5 separate regions of the Mus musculus genome follow, and regions 2, 3, 4 and 5 are each linked to region 1. A link is a contact called in public promoter capture Hi-C data. All regions are on one chromosome and are shown on one strand. The core of a region is the stretch at or near the end of the contact, and the rest is flanking DNA. Distances in the headings are between cores, read along the strand shown.

Evidence for each region. Promoter capture Hi-C pulls out the DNA fragments that hold promoters and counts their contacts.
Region 2: a promoter capture Hi-C map of pre-B cells shows a contact between it and region 1, with 3 times the contacts expected there. The contact joins the promoter of Sos1 here to the promoter of Ndufaf7 in region 1. A contact is called at or near these places in 5 of 39 promoter capture datasets (3T3-L1-derived adipocytes, the C10 cell line, hippocampal neurons and 2 more) and 1 of 484 Hi-C or Micro-C datasets (B cells).
Region 3: a contact with region 1 is called in a promoter capture Hi-C map of pre-B cells, with 3 times the contacts expected there. The contact joins the promoter of Morn2 here to the promoter of Ndufaf7 in region 1. A contact is called at or near these places in 7 of 39 promoter capture datasets (the 3T3-L1 cell line, the C10 cell line, the SN4741 cell line and 3 more), 1 of 484 Hi-C or Micro-C datasets (CD4 T cells), 2 of 115 datasets of contacts at active chromatin or transcription factors (astrocytes and stem cell-derived neural progenitor cells) and 2 of 9 other capture datasets (adipose tissue and liver).
Region 4: a contact with region 1 is called in a promoter capture Hi-C map of pre-B cells, with 5 times the contacts expected there. The contact joins the promoter of Gemin6 here to the promoter of Ndufaf7 in region 1. A contact is called at or near these places in 8 of 39 promoter capture datasets (the 3T3-L1 cell line, the C10 cell line, the HPC-7 cell line and 4 more) and 1 of 115 datasets of contacts at active chromatin or transcription factors (embryonic forebrain).
Region 5: a contact with region 1 is called in a promoter capture Hi-C map of neutrophils, with 4 times the contacts expected there. The contact joins the promoter of Hnrnpll here to the promoter of Ndufaf7 in region 1. A contact is called at or near these places in 7 of 39 promoter capture datasets (the 3T3-L1 cell line, cranial neural crest, frontonasal cranial neural crest and 4 more), 6 of 115 datasets of contacts at active chromatin or transcription factors (astrocytes, bone marrow-derived macrophages, embryonic forebrain and 3 more) and 3 of 9 other capture datasets (adipose tissue, embryonic stem cells and liver).

Annotation. Positions count from the first base shown.
Region 1 is chr17:78,935,275-78,938,719 of GRCm38.p6, reverse strand. Ndufaf7 (NADH:ubiquinone oxidoreductase complex assembly factor 7) reads right to left here and starts at 1,585. Exons shown (of 10, transcript NM_028611.3): 1 at 1,519-1,585; 2 at 1,066-1,229; 3 at 99-179. The coding sequence starts at 1,555. It overlaps Cebpz (CCAAT/enhancer binding protein zeta), which reads left to right and starts at 1,650. Exons shown (of 16, transcript NM_001024806.2): 1 at 1,650-1,845; 2 at 2,653-3,445. The coding sequence starts at 1,690.
Region 2 is chr17:80,478,489-80,481,933 of GRCm38.p6, reverse strand. It overlaps Sos1 (SOS Ras/Rac guanine nucleotide exchange factor 1), which reads left to right and starts at 1,481. Exons shown (of 22, transcript NM_009231.2): 1 at 1,481-2,097. The coding sequence starts at 2,011.
Region 3 is chr17:80,288,404-80,291,848 of GRCm38.p6, reverse strand. Morn2 (MORN repeat containing 2) reads right to left here and starts at 1,637. Exons shown (of 5, transcript NM_194269.2): 1 at 1,512-1,637. Dhx57 (DEAH (Asp-Glu-Ala-Asp/His) box polypeptide 57) reads left to right here and starts at 1,373. Exons shown (of 24, transcript NM_001163759.1): 1 at 1,373-1,793.
Region 4 is chr17:80,222,931-80,226,375 of GRCm38.p6, reverse strand. Gemin6 (gem nuclear organelle associated protein 6) reads right to left here and starts at 1,925. Exons shown (of 3, transcript NM_026053.4): 1 at 1,706-1,925; 2 at 612-755. The coding sequence starts at 736.
Region 5 is chr17:80,060,778-80,064,222 of GRCm38.p6, reverse strand. Hnrnpll (heterogeneous nuclear ribonucleoprotein L-like) reads left to right here and starts at 1,955. Exons shown (of 13, transcript NM_144802.4): 1 at 1,955-2,566. The coding sequence starts at 2,231. It overlaps 4933407O12Rik, which reads right to left and starts at 2,001. Exons shown (of 2, transcript XM_006525248.3): 1 at 1,651-2,001; 2 at 761-1,550. The coding sequence starts at 1,983. The coding sequence ends at 1,425.

The sequences.
Region 1 (3,445 bases), core at 336-2,835:
ACACACACACACCATAAAACACTATTACACATGAGCATCGCTTGCTCTGCCCTCAGTATCTATAACATTTCTTTTAAGGTCTACATGTTGGTTATTACCTCCCCGAAGATTTGGCTTATTTCAGGTGAAGTAATAAAGTCTCCTTTTTCTCCTAGCATATCCTGATGCACATAATATCCCTGAGTAAAAGAGGAGAAATGGAAAAGATTAATTTTCAAATAAAGCTTTCAAAAGTGCTCCACCAAAATTTTATGGAATGCTTACAGTGAAGTAAGTATTTACCAAGAAAGTTCTCTCTTCTGAAGTAACCAAGATAAGGACAGAGTCTTTACCTAAATTTTACATAGTAGTAGTCATTTTGCAAAACTCACCAAACAGCAATTACTCAAGTAGAAGGGCTGCAGACAAGATCATCTCTCTACTCCTTGCCCTCTCCCACTCTTCCATACCAATGCAAAGTCTCACTTTCTTCTCATTTTAGTTCTCCCTGGCATCCATTCAGTCTATTCAAACAGTGTCTTCACTGACTTCTCTCTCCAAAGACTCCCAACCCAAAACTAAATCCAGTGCTTTTTTTTTTTTTTAAATAAGACAACAATTACGTTTCTTACAAGGCTTAATTATCTGGGGAGAAGACTTTGTCTTAACTTCATATCCCAAGTTTTACCATAATGCTTAACCTTCAAGAAAGACTCAAAGCTTTCTTTTAGCCAGGCAGGTGAAGACCACCTAGAATCCCAGCACTCAGGAGGGTAAATAAGAAGATGCTGCAAGTTCAAGGTCAACCTCATACATACAGCGTTTCCCTTATACAAACAGCAGAAATCCACAACCCCGGTTAGAAAATCAGCATTCCTTTAACTCAGGAAAATTAAATTACATTCTGTCACCTAAACTCCGCAGGAATTTGTCATGACCTCTTTTTTGGCACTGCCCTTTAACGCAAATGACAGATAAGACTATATTCCAAGGACTTCGGCGGTGGCTCAACACCTGATGGCTCTAGAGGCCTTCGGGCTCCTCTGTGTACACACACTGGGTGGTTCACGCTCCCCCTACGTTTACCTTGGCTGGGTTAGTCAAAACCTCCTTCATGTACTCGGCCACAGTGATGGGACCTGTAGACTTTATTTTGTACATAAGATGCCGCAGCATCGGTGTCACCTGGTTGCTTTCTGCCGGCTCATTCCCGGAGCTGTAGCATTTCCCTCTCCAAATACAGGGAAGGCCTGAAAAGCACGATTAAGCACCGCCCGCATTAGATATCTCCATTTCATTTACACGCGCAGCAAGCAGCCTAAAGCTTGTAAGGATGCCTCGTTCATCACTAACTTCGCCCCAACGTCAGGACCCGATGGAGGCAAGGCATGCACCGAACCCATGACTACAAGCCCCTCCACACAGCTAAGCCTCTCTGTGGACCAGCTTCCTGCTCCAGCCCCAGGTGAGCAACGGAGGGACCAAGGAGCCGCGCCATACGGTTTCCATGGAAACAGGATCCTGCAAGGGGACTCTCACCCGCGCGGGCCACGCAGCGTCTCACCAAAGCATTCATTCCTACACCCCGAGGCCAGGCTCCGCCCCGGAGGCGGGGTTTAAACGGTATTTCCTGAATCGCCCTCGCAATAGGAAGTGCGTCACCGTAAAGCGGAAGTAAGCTCCGGGCTGCACTCGCGTGTCCAGCCCGCCATGTCGGCCGACCAGGAACCTGTGGCGTTCCTTGCCAAGCAGCCCTGGCGTCCCAAACAGGTGACAGAAGATCCGGATGAGGAAGACGAGGAGGATGGCGATGAGGGCAAGAATGGCTTCTCCCTGGAGGAGGTGTTACGCCTCGGAGGCACAAAGGTAAGGGCCGCAGGCTCTGGGGAAGGGGATGCTCACGGCTGCCGGGAAGGTGGGACCCGCAGCCCAGCCTCCGACCTGCTCTGAGAGCTTCCCACGCATTTACTGTTACCGCGCTTCAGTGGGAAAAAAAACAGTTCGGCTTGCATGTTTTCTCCTGGGTTTATGCCTCGTTAAAATGTAGGCGATCGGATTCTAACCACGTGGGCAAATGTTTTGAACACGACCGTATGTGTAATCTACATCTGCTAGGTTAAAAGGTTGGATTGAAGTCGCTAAAAGAACCTGCCAGTTTACATTAGCCTTTTATGAAAGTGCCTCTTCCTCCCTACACTACCTCATAAAGTACTTTCTATTATTGGAAGGAGTGTTGTATGTTTGTTGGTACACTCGTGTGGAAGTCAGAGGACAACTTTGGAATCGATTCTCTCTTTTATGTGACTTCCGAGGATCGGACCTAAATCACCAGGCTCCTTGGCATAGACTTGACCCACTGAGCCATCCCCTGCCCACTCAGATAAACCTTTAACCTTGCTCACCTGATGCATTACGAGTGCCTAGATCATTGCGATTTTCACTGGATTTTGTGACTGTCAGCTTGAGAATCTTTTCATATCTTGAAGAAGGTTCTTCAAAAGCCTTTTCCCTATTGTGTACCTATCTTTGGCACATTTTCCTGTTGGATATCTGTGAGTTTGCCAGATAATAGTGTAATAATTCATATGTGATGGTTTTTAAAAATGAAGTTCTTACTGAATTTCTGGGTTTGTAATACGGCCTTTTTTTTTTTTTTTTAATGTGTTTCTACAGCAAGATTACCTTATGCTGGCTACTTTGGATGAAAATGAGGAAGTGGTGGATGGGGGCAAAAAGGGAACCATTGACGACCTTCAACAAGGTGAACTGGAGTCATTTATTCAGAATCTGAATTTGGCCAAATACTCAAAGTCTTTGATTGAAGAAGATGAACCAGAGAAAAAGGAAAACACCAGCAAAAAAGAAGCAAAACTACTGAAGGTGGAGAATAAAAAACAAAAAGCAACAGAAGGAAAAAAGACATCGGAAAAGAAGGTGAAAAATAAGACTGTACCAGAACAGCGTCCTGAGAGCTGTCCCGTCTCCAAAGCAAAGAAAGATAAACAACCCGATGTGTTTGAATTTCTAGAGAGACAAACAATGTTACTCAGGCCTGGAGGCAAGTGGTACGACATGGAGTACAGCGGTGAGTATTCCTTGGAGCTGCAGCCTCCAGATGTCGTGTCCAAGTACAAAGCCCTGGCCCAGAAGCTGTATGAGCACGAAGTCAGCTTATTCAAGAGTAAGACAAACAATCAAAAGGGAGGCTCTTCCACCTGGATGAAGGCCATCGTGTCATCAGGGACACTAGCTGACAGGATGGCGGCCATGATCCTTCTAATCCAGGATGATGCTGTCCACACTCTGCAGTTTGTAGAAACCCTGATGAGCCTTGTGAAAAAGAAGGGCAGCAAGCAGCAGTGCCTCATGGCGTTGGACACGTTCAAGGAGTTGCTCATCACAGACCTTCTGCCAGACAGTCGGAAGCTCCGGGTTTTCAGCCAGCATCCTTTCCACAAACTGGAAG
Region 2 (3,445 bases), core at 232-2,731, 1.5 Mb before region 1:
CCTCTGCATCTACCTCTCTCCTGAGGGCTGGGATTAGCGGCTGCATCACTTCTCGCAGCTTGAAATGTGTTTTAATAACGAGAAGCCAAGGAATAGTTTTCTATAATAGTTGATTTGGTTCAGTCACTTAAGACCACACAAACCAGTTGTTGAAAATAACTGATATATCAGTTGTTCTCTGAAATTCCTTTTCTAAGTCCTTCCTAAGCTATAATTCCTCTGCCTTTCTCTTTAAAAAATTATATTTATCTTGTGTGTGGTGCACCTGCCATTGGCCATGTGTAGAGATCAGACGAACTTCTGGGAGTCAGTTTTTCTGCTCCCAGCGTTTGGGTATCTAAGACAGAACTTGGGTTCCCAGTCTTGGCTGCACCTGCTCTTTCCTGGCTGAGCCCTCCCACCAGCAGGTCTGCTGTTGTCTTACTACTCTGATGGTTAATGGATGGACTTCAAACTATTACTGAACACGTTCAAAATGAGGGGGACTTCTTTTTTTTTAAGATGCAAATCTGTACATGTATTATAAAAGGAAAGGCTTGTAGATTTCATTCAGATCCTAAGAGGTAGTCTAAAAGATGGTGGTTTCAAACATTTTTCATCTGTGAGATCTTGTTTATTGTACTACAAAACAGCATGGTTCTTCCAACTGTCTTCTCATCTATGAAATGAAAACTGAAAACTAAGACGTTTTACTAAGAAAGCGTTCAATGATAGAGCACATGTGCCACAGCGTTGCACAGTGCCACTACAGGAAGCAAGTCCATCCTTAGGATGGACGGACAATTCATAGATACTGCTTTTATAGCATTCTGTGATTTTCATATCTCTATCCTGGGTCCTGTACCAAGGCGAGGTGAGGGCTGGGGGGAAATCCCTCCCTTCCAGAAGCTAATTATCCAGTTGAAGCTATGAAAGATCCCAAGCAGGATGGACTAAATCCATAAATAAAAGCTTGTGGGTTTGAATAGACACATGATCAATAAATACTACACGTATGCGTTACGTCCTCATGGCATGGAAAGGCAGATGGAAACAGGCAATCTCTCCTCCCACTAGACAAACACTGAGCAGTCGGGCCTTTTGTTTTTTTTTTTTTTTTGTTTTGTTTTGTTTTGTTTTTGTGAGAGGGATCTATCTTTTGTGCAATCTGTTTAGTATACAGTGCATGCTCGGGGCACTCCTTATCTTCGTGCTGGGAACAAAGTACACACACCCCTTTTCTGAAACACAGGGCCTAGGATCTCCTAGAGCTGGATGGGCTCCCGGGCTGTGGGACCACACAAAAGGGGCGCTTCGCCTGCTCGCAGGCCCCCACACCCAGGTTCTCGGGTCGCGGGTTCGCCTTCAGGGTCCTTCAGCCCCGCCTCTGCGAGTGCCCTCCCCAGCCTCTGGCGCGCACCCCTCCTCATCCGCGGGCAGCCGGAAAACCCGGAGCGAACCGGCCCGGGCCAGCGGCGCATGCTCAGTTGCGAGCAGGTTCAGTTTGCTAGTAGGAAGCTCCGGCGCTACACCGGCGGCGGCAGCGGCAGCGGTAGCAGCAGCGGCGGCGACGGCCAAGCGGCCGGATTCCCCGGCAGCGACCTCGGGCCCTCCCCGTTCCCCACCGACCCCTGCTCCCGCTTCGTCCCGTTCTGGGCCTCTCGCTTGAGTTCCCCGCTGGCGAGCGGGCGCCACCGGCCGGAGCGTCCATCCACGCGCCGTCTCTCGGCGGGCCAGGCCGTGCCGGGGAGCGCAGCCCCGGCGGAGGGCGGCCCGGGGCGGAGCGGGGGGCCTGCCCCGGGGCGGTGGTGCGGGATGCCGCCGCCGCCGCCGCCGGGTTGCGTTGGCTCTCGGCGAGCGGCGCGCGTGTCGGGTGGGTGTCCGGCCGCGGGCCTCGCCCCCCAGACTCCTCGCCAGCGCTAGCCGGGCCGCGCGGCGCCCCGAGGGGGCCGGGCCGTGCACGGGCTGTGGCCCTTCTCCGCGCCGCGAGCCGCCGCCCCTCCGCCCGCCCCGAGGCGCCCCGCGGGCACCATGCAGGCGCAGCAGCTGCCTTACGAGTTTTTCAGCGAGGAGAACGCGCCCAAGTGGCGGGGGCTGCTGGTGCCTGCGCTGAAAAAGGTAGGGGCGCGGAACCCGCTTCCCGGCCGCAGTCCGCGCGGGGCTGGGCGAGGGTGGGGAGGCGGGGCGCCACTGTCGTCTTTCTTCCCGGTCTCGGATCTCGGGGAGGTCTGCTCGGGCTGCGAGGTTCCCCGCGTCCGCTGCTCCAGCTGTTGACACTCGCCCGGGGTGCGTGGGAAGGCCGCACACAGTCGGGGAGGGTTGGTCTGGATCATCCAAGCGCGGAGGCGGGGGTTGGAGGAGCCTCGGTTTTCCGTGGAGGTCAACGAAGGCCATTGCCTACCTTCTCGATCTTCCGAACTGCGGTCAACCTCTCGTTTTAGGAGTCCGGTACTCTCACTGGCTCGAAAGTGCCTTGGCCACAGTGCTTGCCTAAGTAATTGCGAGGTTGCCTGCCAGCAAGAACATGGCCTGCTCGGCTGTGCTCGTCCTCAGTCATAACTCCCCGTTTTCTTGACCCCCTCCCCCATTACAGCGGTGATGCACATGCCACTGTATTCAGATTGGTTCTTTTGAAGTGTCTGAGAATCTTTGAACGTCATTTGGTTTGGTGTTTTGCATCTTTTTATTTGGAAATGTTGCTACATTTTAAAAGCTTCTAAAGCAACTGTCTGTCCTTTGGTTAGGCATTTTGGATTTTTGTTTGCCAGTGGTTAAAGTTATTCGTGAATGTTGCTACATTTTAACAGCTTCTACAGCAACACTTAGTGACATAGTAAATACTGTACTAAGACATCTGAAACAGGTGTGCTTGAATGGATTTTAAAACAACCAGATTGGTTTTTGTTTTCATTTGCCTTACCTGTAGAAATTGTTTTACAATTTAATCTCCCATTTCTTGTTGCTCAGATGATTTTCGTGCTATCTTTGCTAAAATGCAGTTTTGTTACTACTGAGTACCTGGCGTTTACTGTGCCATTATGCAGAGCCTTTCTATTTTACCAGAAAGTCTTGAAAGGTATTTCATACTCCCAGAGGCCAGTACCTTTCAGTTTCTCGTCTGCCCTGTTCTCCCCTTCCCCTCTTGGTATGTTATGTGGAAACTGTTGGCTTTGTTGGAAGACTTTGCTTTTATCTTTCAGACTTAGGTTCCTGCGCTTTATCCTCAAGTGTCTCCCTACTTACAAACCTCTGTATGTTTTCTAAGAAAATCAAAGAGACCACCTTGTTGTGCATCCTTAATGACTCCATGAGACTTCAGTCCATTTCTACATTGGCTTTACCTGCACAATTGCCTGCTTAGCTTGGAGAATTGGAGAAGAATGCCTCATGATGCTAGAAGTTTGGTATTTTGACAGGACAGGATGAAGACAAAAAATTGATTTATATGTACAAAAGCTCTCATAGA
Region 3 (3,445 bases), core at 388-2,887, 1.4 Mb before region 1:
TCTGGTTCCAGGACTAGGGGTCTTAGTAAAGCAATGCTTATGTGTAGTTAGTCACCTACACTAAAATAGGGACCATAGATCGATGAAATGTCCTCCCACCACCTGACTCGGTATTGAGTACAAACAGAAAATGCTTATCTAGGGAATGAATGGCTCTTGAGACAGAATCATTAAACGCCTACTAAGCAGGACACTACTAAACACAACTGATCATACAGGAAATGAAGCAGTCCTCAACCGCTCTTCAGATTTCCACGTTTGATGAGCATAGTCTTGTACGGCTTTATCTCGGGGAAATGTTTCCCCTTTTTGGTTTTCAGGGTTTTTTTTTTTTTGGTTTTGTTTGTTTGTTTGTTGTTTCGTGAGAGTGTAATACTTTGAACACTACTGAAAGGAATTCCTATCTAAAAGAGTGCACTTCTTTTACAGAGCTATGTCACACCAGCATTTGGCCCTCTGCTGAAAAAAGTAAAAAGAAGTCTCAAATGCCTTTTTCGCCCTCTAGTGTTACAAATGTGGGGGCAGCACTGTATCATGTGAGTGTAAAATATCTCCTACCTGCTGCATGATATGAATTGGTAGCTTTATCAAAGATGGTTCCAATATTACTCAGGATGTCTTCTTTACAGATGATTTAAAAGCTAATTATATGTCTATAATATACATACATATATATAATATACATATAATTATATATGTACAATACACACACATGTATGTATATGTGTATACTTATATACATATATATATTGTGCTGGTACCCTAATGGTCACAGACCTGTGCTGTTTCTAGTTGTTTGGTGGTGTTTTTCTGTTTGTTTGTTTTTAAGGCGAGGCTAGACGTCTACAATTTTGTTCAGATGACTACAGGACCTGAAAAAGCTGTTGTTATTACTGATGCATAACATACTATTATTGCTCTTTATACATATACATAGATATATATACATATATAAAAATATATACACATATATAAATATATACACATATAAACATATACCTATATTTAAAATAATATTAATATATTATATGTTAATATATATTATATAATATATTAAATATGTATATATATTAAACACACGTTTAATTTTTGAAAACTGTACTTGTGTTTTCAACCATGTTGAGTTGTCATTGTACCAAAATCAGCAGCCATATTAGTCTAGAAACATCAAGCTAATTTCTTTTCCATTTGTACAGGCTTACTTCACTGTATTACATAGGTAAAACCTTATCTGTGTGAGTTCGATTACAGAAACTAATATTCTCTAAATAAGGGGGTGACGTTTCCACATTCAAATTTCTGGATTATGTGAGTTAGCAGGAACCTCTGCCATTGATCTGGCACCGTAAAGGAAACAAATCCGGAGTGATAGGCACAGCGAACCCACAGACTCGGGGGCCCACGCTGTATCTCCGGATCCCCCGACGCCGGGCTGTCGGTGCCCCTCCACCCCAGAGTGGATGCTGCGGCTGGCTCCGGGTCCATCAGCTCCCGAGAGGAAGCGCACTCACTTGATGGAGACGTGAAGGACAGGCTTTCGCGACTCTGCGATTCCCCTAGGCTCGCCAGCTCGGCAGGCTGGAGGGAGCTGGGCTCTAGGACAGAGCGGGCCTCGGTTGCTGGGGCGACCGGGCGACCTCTCACCCGGAAGCAAAAGTGCAAGAAGCCAATCAGAAGACACCTGGGCGGGGCGGCTGCTGCGGGTGAGGTCCAAGAGGGAAGCTGAACCCAGCCCGGACCCCGACCCTGGGTGCCGCCTCCTGAGCTCCGCAGCCAGCAACGCTACGAGCCAGGTACGGCCTGACGTGGCATGTGCGGGGCCGCGCGGGTTCGGGGTTGCCAGGCCCGCCTGCCGCCTCCCCTCTCTAGTGATCACATCCGAGGACCATGCAGCCCCTATGGTCCTGCCTGTCAGCCCAGGGGCAGTGAACCTGGACCTGCAGAATCCTGGGGAACCCCGGGATCTGCAGTCGAGGTCGTCCACACCCACGGCTCCGAGCAAGGTTGAAAAGGAGGGGCGCCAGCCCCATTTCCTGTCTGTGGCTCGGTGGCGACCCGAGGGGCTGTTTGGGGAAAGGGTTGGAGAAGATGGATGTTGAAGAAAGGAACCTTGCATGACTAGGTATCTGAATGGAGCTGGGGGAATGTATAGTGGTCAGAGGTTTGCCTGGGAGGCAAGCGGTGTGGGTTCAGTTTTCATCACCTCAGCTTGACGATGCTGTACGTGGGAGCCAAACTTGGGTGTGAAACAAAGGATCCTTTTAGAGCCAAACTTGGATCCAGTGTCTATGGTAAAGAAAGATGAAATCTTAGCAGGCTACATAGATAGTGGGATTCCTCCCTGCGGACTAGATAACCTAATTTGTATTCTACAGAAAACGTCTGGGGAATGTGATATCGGATGCCGCTATAATCGGTAAATCTTGGTTCAGATTTTTGCGTGAAAATTACAGCTCAAGTTGAAAATGTAACCTTTTCTGGGTTGGTGTGAGGCAACTTGTTTTAAGTCAGTACAGAATCTTCTTGCCTTTTTTTTTTCCTCAGCCATTTCTCAATGTATGAATTGACCCCAGCTGGGTGGTTTGGGTGGTAAGATGTTTGATGTTTTCCTTTCTTCCTACGTAAAAAAAACAAAAAGACAAAAACCCGATATGCAGCTGGGCGTGGTAGTGCACGCCTTTGGAAACAGAGGCAGATGGATCTCTGTAAGTTTGAAGCCAACCTGGTCTACAAAGCGAGTTCCAGGGCAGCCAGTGCTATTTACACAGAGAAACCCTGTCTGGAAAGACATAAAGGTGGGGGGAGGGGGGTGGGAGAATGCGATTATTGAAAATTCAGTTTGTGCCATTCCTTCAGTCACATGTTAATCATTTCATGTCATTATGGTTTTGTGAGTGTATGTATATACTGCTGTCCTTTGGAGAGCTCGTGGTTGGGGCTCAGGATGTCTTGCCTAGTGGGGATCTAGGGTTAGAGAGTAGTTAAAATAATTGAGGGGTGTTGTTTGTTAGTTTGTTTTTGTTTTCTAAGACAGTTTCTCTGTGTAGCCCTGGCTGGCTTGGAACTCACTCTGTGGACCAGGCTGGCTTCCAACTCACAGATCCACCTGCCTCTAAAGGTGTCTGCCACCACTGCTTGGCAAGTTTTACACTTTAAATTGAAAGAGGACATTATTTGTGTTTTTGTTTGGTTTCTCTATGGTGTTTGGCCACTTGTGGGGAGGGGGGGTCCCACTCACCTAGGAGAAACTGTCTTTCCTGATTCTAGCTAATGACCCACCCACCAGGGAATCTGCCATTCGTATAAAAACTAACCAGTCTTGGATTCAAATCTCAAACCACCACCTTTATCTACCACTCACAATGCAGCTAATACTGAAGTCAGGTACCACAGCAAAGAAGAATCAGTTACCAAAACATTTGTTGAAAGCTTTACTTAAACACAC
Region 4 (3,445 bases), core at 676-3,175, 1.3 Mb before region 1:
TACACAGAAACCCTGTCTCAAAAAACAAACAAACAAACAAACAAACAAACTACTTAGTACTTCAATAAATATAAAATTTTCCAATAAACAGCATGGGCATTTTTCCCCTTGACATCTATGTACCTTCAGTCCTTTTTTTTTTTTTTTTTTTACCTTTTGAGACAAGTCCTGACAATTGGATATGGTGGAGATAAGAGGATCAGGGATTCGTGTTTATCCTCAGCTACATAATGAATTTGAGGCCAGTCTGAGTTATATGAGACTTATTTTAAAAAAATAAATAAAGTTGGGTGTGGTGTCCTAGCATTCAGAAGTAGAAGTAGATGAATCAGAAGTTTAATATCATCTTCAACTATATAGCCAAATAAGGCCAACCTTGGCTACAGGAGACCCTCTGGAAGGAGAATTAGAAGAGGGGAGAATTTCTCTTTTCTATTCCTATAACTATGTTTAGTTTGCTACAGCATCCCATAGTTAAAACAGCAGCAGTTAGGCTCAAAAGCAATTATTATGTGTGAATGACCAGTCTTTGATTGATCTGCCTTCTCAGCTTGGATATCCGGGGCCAGTACATAGGATTGTCATTTCACAAAATTAAGTTGCATACTCACTTGGCAGAGACTGGATCTGTGGTTAGAAGCCATCCTTTATACTCCTTCTCACAGGCTATCACTCTCACTTCTTTATAAACGTAATCTTCCCATTCTAAGGGGCTTTTCTTCATCCATTCGCTCATGGTTACCAGTTGCCCAGATCTAGAACCATTATCAATTTGGGTTAATCACTATGGATATTCCACACAAGCAAATGTCTTTTTTTAAAAATATTTTTAAAGATTCATTTATTTATTATATGTAAGTACACTGTAGCTGTCTTCAGACAATCCAGAAGAGGGAGTCAGATCTTTTTACGGATGGTTGTGAGCCACCATGTGGTTGCTGGGATTTGAACTCTGAACCTTTGGAATAGCAGTCAGTGCTCTTACCCACTGAGCCATCTCACCAGCCCAAGCAAATGTCTTAATGATCGCCATTCTGTAGGCAGTCTGTAATTTGCCTGAAAATAACGAGTTTCTTAATGCAAGTAAGCACTGATACATAGAGCCAGTCTTAACTCACACCTACAGTCCCTACCTACTAGTAGTGCTGAGACCAGCCTGGTAACATAGTGTGCCGTCTCAGATCTCAGAAGAACAAGCAAAACGCCCATCTGGGGTATAAGAAACTGATACTATCTTTGGAGAATTCTTGAGAATGTTTTGTTTAGTATATCTGGGAAGGGGTATTTATAATTCAGACTGATGGTAATAGTGAATGGCCACAGGTACAATTCTTAAAACTCCTGTGGCATGTCTAGTCCCACCCTCTGCTCCCAATTCCGGATACCGCTTTCAACCTGGCTTTGAACCTGGCCCGTAGATAACTCAAACTCTTCGGGGCTGGAGAGATGGCTCAGCGGTTAAGAGCACCGACTGGGAGGTCAATTCCCAGCAACCACATGGTAGCTCAAAACCATCGGTAATGGAATCCGATGTCCTCTTCTGGTGTGTCTGAAGAAAGCAGTGGTGTGCTCATATACAATAAAGAAATCTTTTTTAGAAAAAAGAAGAAGCAGCCACTTCCGTTCCGCTTTCCTTAGATAAAAGGATTTCGCCCTAAACCCCTGACAGACATAACTGATGCGGAGTTCTCGGATTCCCACCTACTCTTTCTAGATGACTCTCCACGGGCTTTGCGCCAATTTTCTCGTAAAGCGCTGAGGACCCGTTAGCGAAGCTCTAGAGCTCCAACACCAGGTCCTGTCCAGAGGCCGCCATACCCAGAACTCTGCACGACTCAGGGAAACGCCGCAGAGACCCTGGCTATATTTCTACTTAGCTCACACGCCGCCGAGCGGGCTTGAGTCGGCCCGCCTGAGCCCAGCATGCTTTGCTCCTGACGTCATTTCCTTCCCCCAGAATCCTCCATCCTGTAGTCCTTTGCCTCCGTTCTTGCACTGCAGGTTGTGTCCAAGGGAACTTGAGTTCTCCTGGCCACCGTGAACGTCTCAAGAAATCTTTGTAAGAGGAAAATGTTCGTACCTCAAAGCTTTTTAAGTGGGGTATGAAAATGCGATTTTGCCCTGAATTCAACACAAAGCTCTCTGGGTAAACCTTAAGGCTCTAAAAGCCGAGGTGAATGGCATGAATTCTGGTCTAGCTCGTTTTGGAGCCGGTTAAAATGCGTGCACCTTTGGGGACGTGTTCTCAGTAAATCTCAAGAACAGTGGTGAAGTTGGGAAGATCAGCACTGGATTTTTTTTTTTTTTTTTTTTTCGAGACAGGGTTTCTCTGTGTAGCCCTAGCTGTCCTGGAACTCACTCTGTAGACTTCGCCTGCCTCTGCCTCCCAAGCAGCACTGGATTATGTTGTTTCTGCTTCAGATTTCTGGGCACGTAGCTGACTGGGCTCTGACATACTGCAGAATCTTCGAGACTGTGATACTGAAAAGTGGTGCAAGGCAGTAAATGCTAAGATTCTGCCTATACTGAAAAGAGAAAAAAACAACCCTCTCCCCCGCCAAGACAACAACTACAACAAAAAAACCCACCAAGGGCGATGAACAAAAACTGAGCTATAAAATTGTCAAGCCAGAGGTGGGCGTGGTGGCGCACGCCTTTAATCCCAGCACTCGGGAGGCAGAGGCAGGCGAATTTCTGAGTTCGAGGCCAGCCTGGTCTATAAAGTGAGTTCCAGGACAGCCTGAGCTACACAGAGAAACCCTGTCTCAAAAAAAAAAAAAAAAAAAAAAAAAAGATTGTCAAGCCAAGCAGCAGAAACATTAAATATGAATCGGTTTTTTAAAATTACTACTTGAAATTCCATATCAAATAATCCTTCCCAAAACCTTCATTTATTGAATGATTGACTTCATATTAATGAGATTTCATGGATTAAGTTAGAGTTTATCAGTTAAAACCCTCTATAAAGCTACAAGAGCTAATGTAAATTCCAAGTTATTAAGAGTGTGGGAGAAAATGTTTGACCTTTAAAACTACAGAATAAAAATCTACAACTGATTTGTGACAACTGTTCAGTTGCATTTTAAGTTTCATTCTTTACTGCAAACCTGTTTGGCTTATGTTTTCTTCCCCTTTTGAAACAAGGACATGTCCCTACTCTGTCCAAATTATCAGAAATTTAAGTTGCATTTGGGCCACATGTGGTGCATAGGACTTTAATCCAAGCTTGTGGAAAGCAGAGGTAGGCAGGGAGTTTGGGATCAATTAGTCTACATAGTGAGTTCTAGGCCAGCCCTGCTACAAAAAAAAAAAAAAAAAAAAAATTAAAAAAATTTAAAAATCAGTTGCAACTAGATACAAGATATTTAAACTATTCTAGCTTTTTTTTTTTTTTTTTAAATTCGAGACAGGGTTTCTCTGTGTAGCCCTGGCTGTCCTGGAACTC
Region 5 (3,445 bases), core at 706-3,205, 1.1 Mb before region 1:
AGGAGTCCAGAGGTGGCTGCCCTCTTTGCTCCTGGGGAGAGGACAGCCGGGGATTGGACAAAAGGCAGGCACATAGAGGATTTCTTAGGAGGGTGGAGACTTCCAGAGTCAGGATTGGTAGGATTTCAAGTCTTGATCTTAGGGAGTTCAGGGATTGGCTGGTTTTCCTGCTCAGTGATTGGTGCTTTTTCCCCCCACCCACTTTGTTTTAACTGATGCCACCATTTTGACAGGTGCGGCCATCTTGACAGTCCCTGCAGAACACTGCTCAGTGACATGGTGACTATGAAGGTGTCAGAAGGGAGAGCATCGGATCCCTAGGAAGAGCACCGGGAAGCTCCTATGCTTCCCTGAGGGCTGCACCGCCTCTGCTGAGCCACCTCTCCAGCCCTAAACCTACGCCTTTTAGATCTTAGCTTTTAAAACTTTTGTACCTGAACTTTCTTGCACAGAAACTTTTGCACTGTCAATTTGTATGGAGCATCTGACTCAGACAAAAACTTTTGGGCAAAACTGGTGCAGTGTTTTTCTGACTGCGGATGCAGTTGCTCTCGCTCAGGACGTTTCCTTATCTGTCCCCAGCTCTGCAATTCCTTCTTTGATATTTCTTCGGTACACGTCAGTCTTATCTTAATTTTAAAGACATATTTCTAATTTTCAGTTCTGCAAGCGGCCTCTCTCTCTCTCTCACACACAGTGGTACAGTTTGCAGAAACGCTTAGATTCCTTAGGATTCTAAAATGACAAGCGACGCAAAGTATAAAGGAGAAAGCAACATATGTTAAAAGAACGATCACACATCTTTCTGGGGGAAGAAATGCCTTTGGGGGAAAAAAAACAGGCTAGAGGAGGGAACAACCCACAACTGGGAAAGGAAGAGGTTCAAAACAAGTGCGCAGAACGAATCTTAGTTTTCCAAGGCTTAAAGTAACAGGGCACTTAGGGCGCGGTGGGTTTCTTGCTAGCTAGACACCATAATTTCAACCCAGTAAGTTGGTCACTGAAATCCATTCGGGGGTGGATTGGGTTGGGGTGAACTGTACTGGAACTAGATTATAAAAATGAACACAGTACCTGCCCTTAAGCACGTCCAGTTTTGTTTTGTTTTAAAACAACACCTTTAGTTATTCAAAGGCCTTTTGCAAATAGAAACAGCTAAAAACCTTAAAACAGTCTTTAGGCTTCACAGAGGAAGTGAGTTGTGGGCTGGAAACGAACAGGATTGTGAGAGTTTCCTATTTTGGAAAATGAAGACGATCATTCAGAACAGTGAGAATAGGGGTTTTAGAGGAAGGTTGAGAATATGTAACTGCAGCAGGGACTTGGATAGGTATGTCTGCAGCAATAGGTCCGGTTTGCAGGTCACCTATGCCCTGCGCAGACCTGTGTGCATCATCTCGCTGGCTCGCCACAGTCAGTAACAGCTAACGGTTGTTCTGTTTAGTTAGTGGCGCAGAGTCCACGCGCTTTCGGGGGCTGTGTGTGGTTAGGTGCGCGGAGATTCTCCAGGTTTCCCTCATCTTTTTAAAGATTCTCCAGGTCTCCCTCATCTTTTTAAAATGAAGAAGAAAAGCATTCAAATTAGCGGGAAGGCGGTTAACACCCACAGCCCCGACTCTGCCGAACGCATCGCCGGCTCCTCACATTCACCCGGTATCTCAGCGGCGGCCAGGGCCTAACAGCGCTAACCGCCACGGGGCTGCAACCGCTGCGGAACCGCGCGCAGCGGGCGTTGCACGGTCCCGACCGGAGCCCAGCGAGAGTCCAGGCTGGGATTCTGACGAGCAGTTCTTCCAGCCAATTGGAAGCCAGATCGACTTTCGCTCTTCCAATAGGAGGCGGAAGTTCGGCAAGGGGGCGGAAACTCTCGGGCCCTGGATCCCATCCCGCCCGGCGGCAGTCAAGGCGGGGTGGAGGCTCCGCCTGAGCGGCGGGGAGCGGATCAGGGAGGAGGGAAGACCGGAAGCCACGGCCCGGCCCCATCCTTACTTTCGCGTCCCCCCCGGGGCTGGGAGCCGCGAAGCTGGCGGAGGGAGAGGCTGGAGGCTGGCTGAGAGATAAAGGGAAGCGTCCCCTCAGCCCGCGCTCCCTTCTCAGTCACGGGCTCCTGGAGCGCGCCGCGGAGGACGCCGGGCCAGCTCAGACCCGCGCCGAGGAGGCGCAGCCCGCGGCGGGGACCGATCAGCGACATCTGAGGCCCGTCTCCCGCGCCGTCTCCACCGCCGCCGCCATGTCCTCCTCCTCCTCCTCCTCCCCCAAGGAGGAGACGTACGAGGAGGACCGGGAGTTCGAGAGCCAGGCCAAGCGCCTCAAGACCGAGGAGGGAGAGATCGTCTACTCGGCCGAGGAGAGCGAGAATCGCCAGGAAGCGACGCCTCAGGCGGGGAGCGATAGCGACAGCGGCGGCGGCGACGGAGGCGACGGAGACGGAGGCAGCGGCGGCGGCGGCGACGGCGAGGAAGGCGAAGGTGGAGAAGAAGGCGACGAAGGCGACGGCGATGAGGGAGGGAGCGGCGGCGACGAAGGTGGCAGCGGCGGTGGCCCTCGGAGCATGCCCCTGTCCACGGTAACAAAGCGCGGCGCCGCGCCGCGTCCCTCCAGCAGGGCCCGGCGGCGGGGGTTCGGCCTGGCCGCCTTTGCCGCTGCGTGCACGCCGAGCGCGTAGCTGGCGACTCGGACTGATTCTTTCCTTTATTGCCCACGATCCCCGAATCCCGAATGCCGGCTTTGGGTGGGCTTGGGGTGCCGGGCCTCCCGGAGTCCGGGCCCTGAACTTGGGGAGGGTAGCGGGGTGGGGGCGGCGGGGGCGGGCGGGTGTCGCTTCCGCTCCGGGAGGCTGCGCCGCGCGCCCTCGGCGGGATCCGCTCTTTGTTAGTTGAGCAACTCCGGCTCCGAGGCTGTGCTGGGGACCCGGCCTCCCCGACCCGCATCATCCTCACGCTGGGCAACCATAACGGGAAGGCTCTCGTGGCCTCGTCTCCGTGGGAACCGCGATGCAATGACAAATTGCGCCCTCGTGCTCTCCCCGTAGTTTAGCCCTCGCTAGTTTAATATCTTTCTATAGAAAAGGCTTTGTGGGCATGGGGTTCATTCAGGCCAGGCAATGGCCAAGATAAGTTTTCTTGTTACAGAAATGAGTGGGCCGGTGATCTAAGTGTGTGTGTGTGTGTCTGTCCCTGCTGTCAAATAAAAGGCGTTCAGATGACGAGAGTTCTTCATTCATAATGTACTTCAAGTTTGTCCCCCACAGAAGGAAATGAATGCAGAGCTGTGGGAATTCAGTCACACATTCCTCGAGTCCTCCTTTATCAGAAACGTTTAGCTGGAGGCTGGAGGAATGTGGACAGCGCAACCCACAACTTCAGTTCCATGGAGACTTTAAGGAAACAAACCAATCCGAACGGTTTTGACTCTTTTGGGGGCCTTTAAACGGTCTTGACGACTT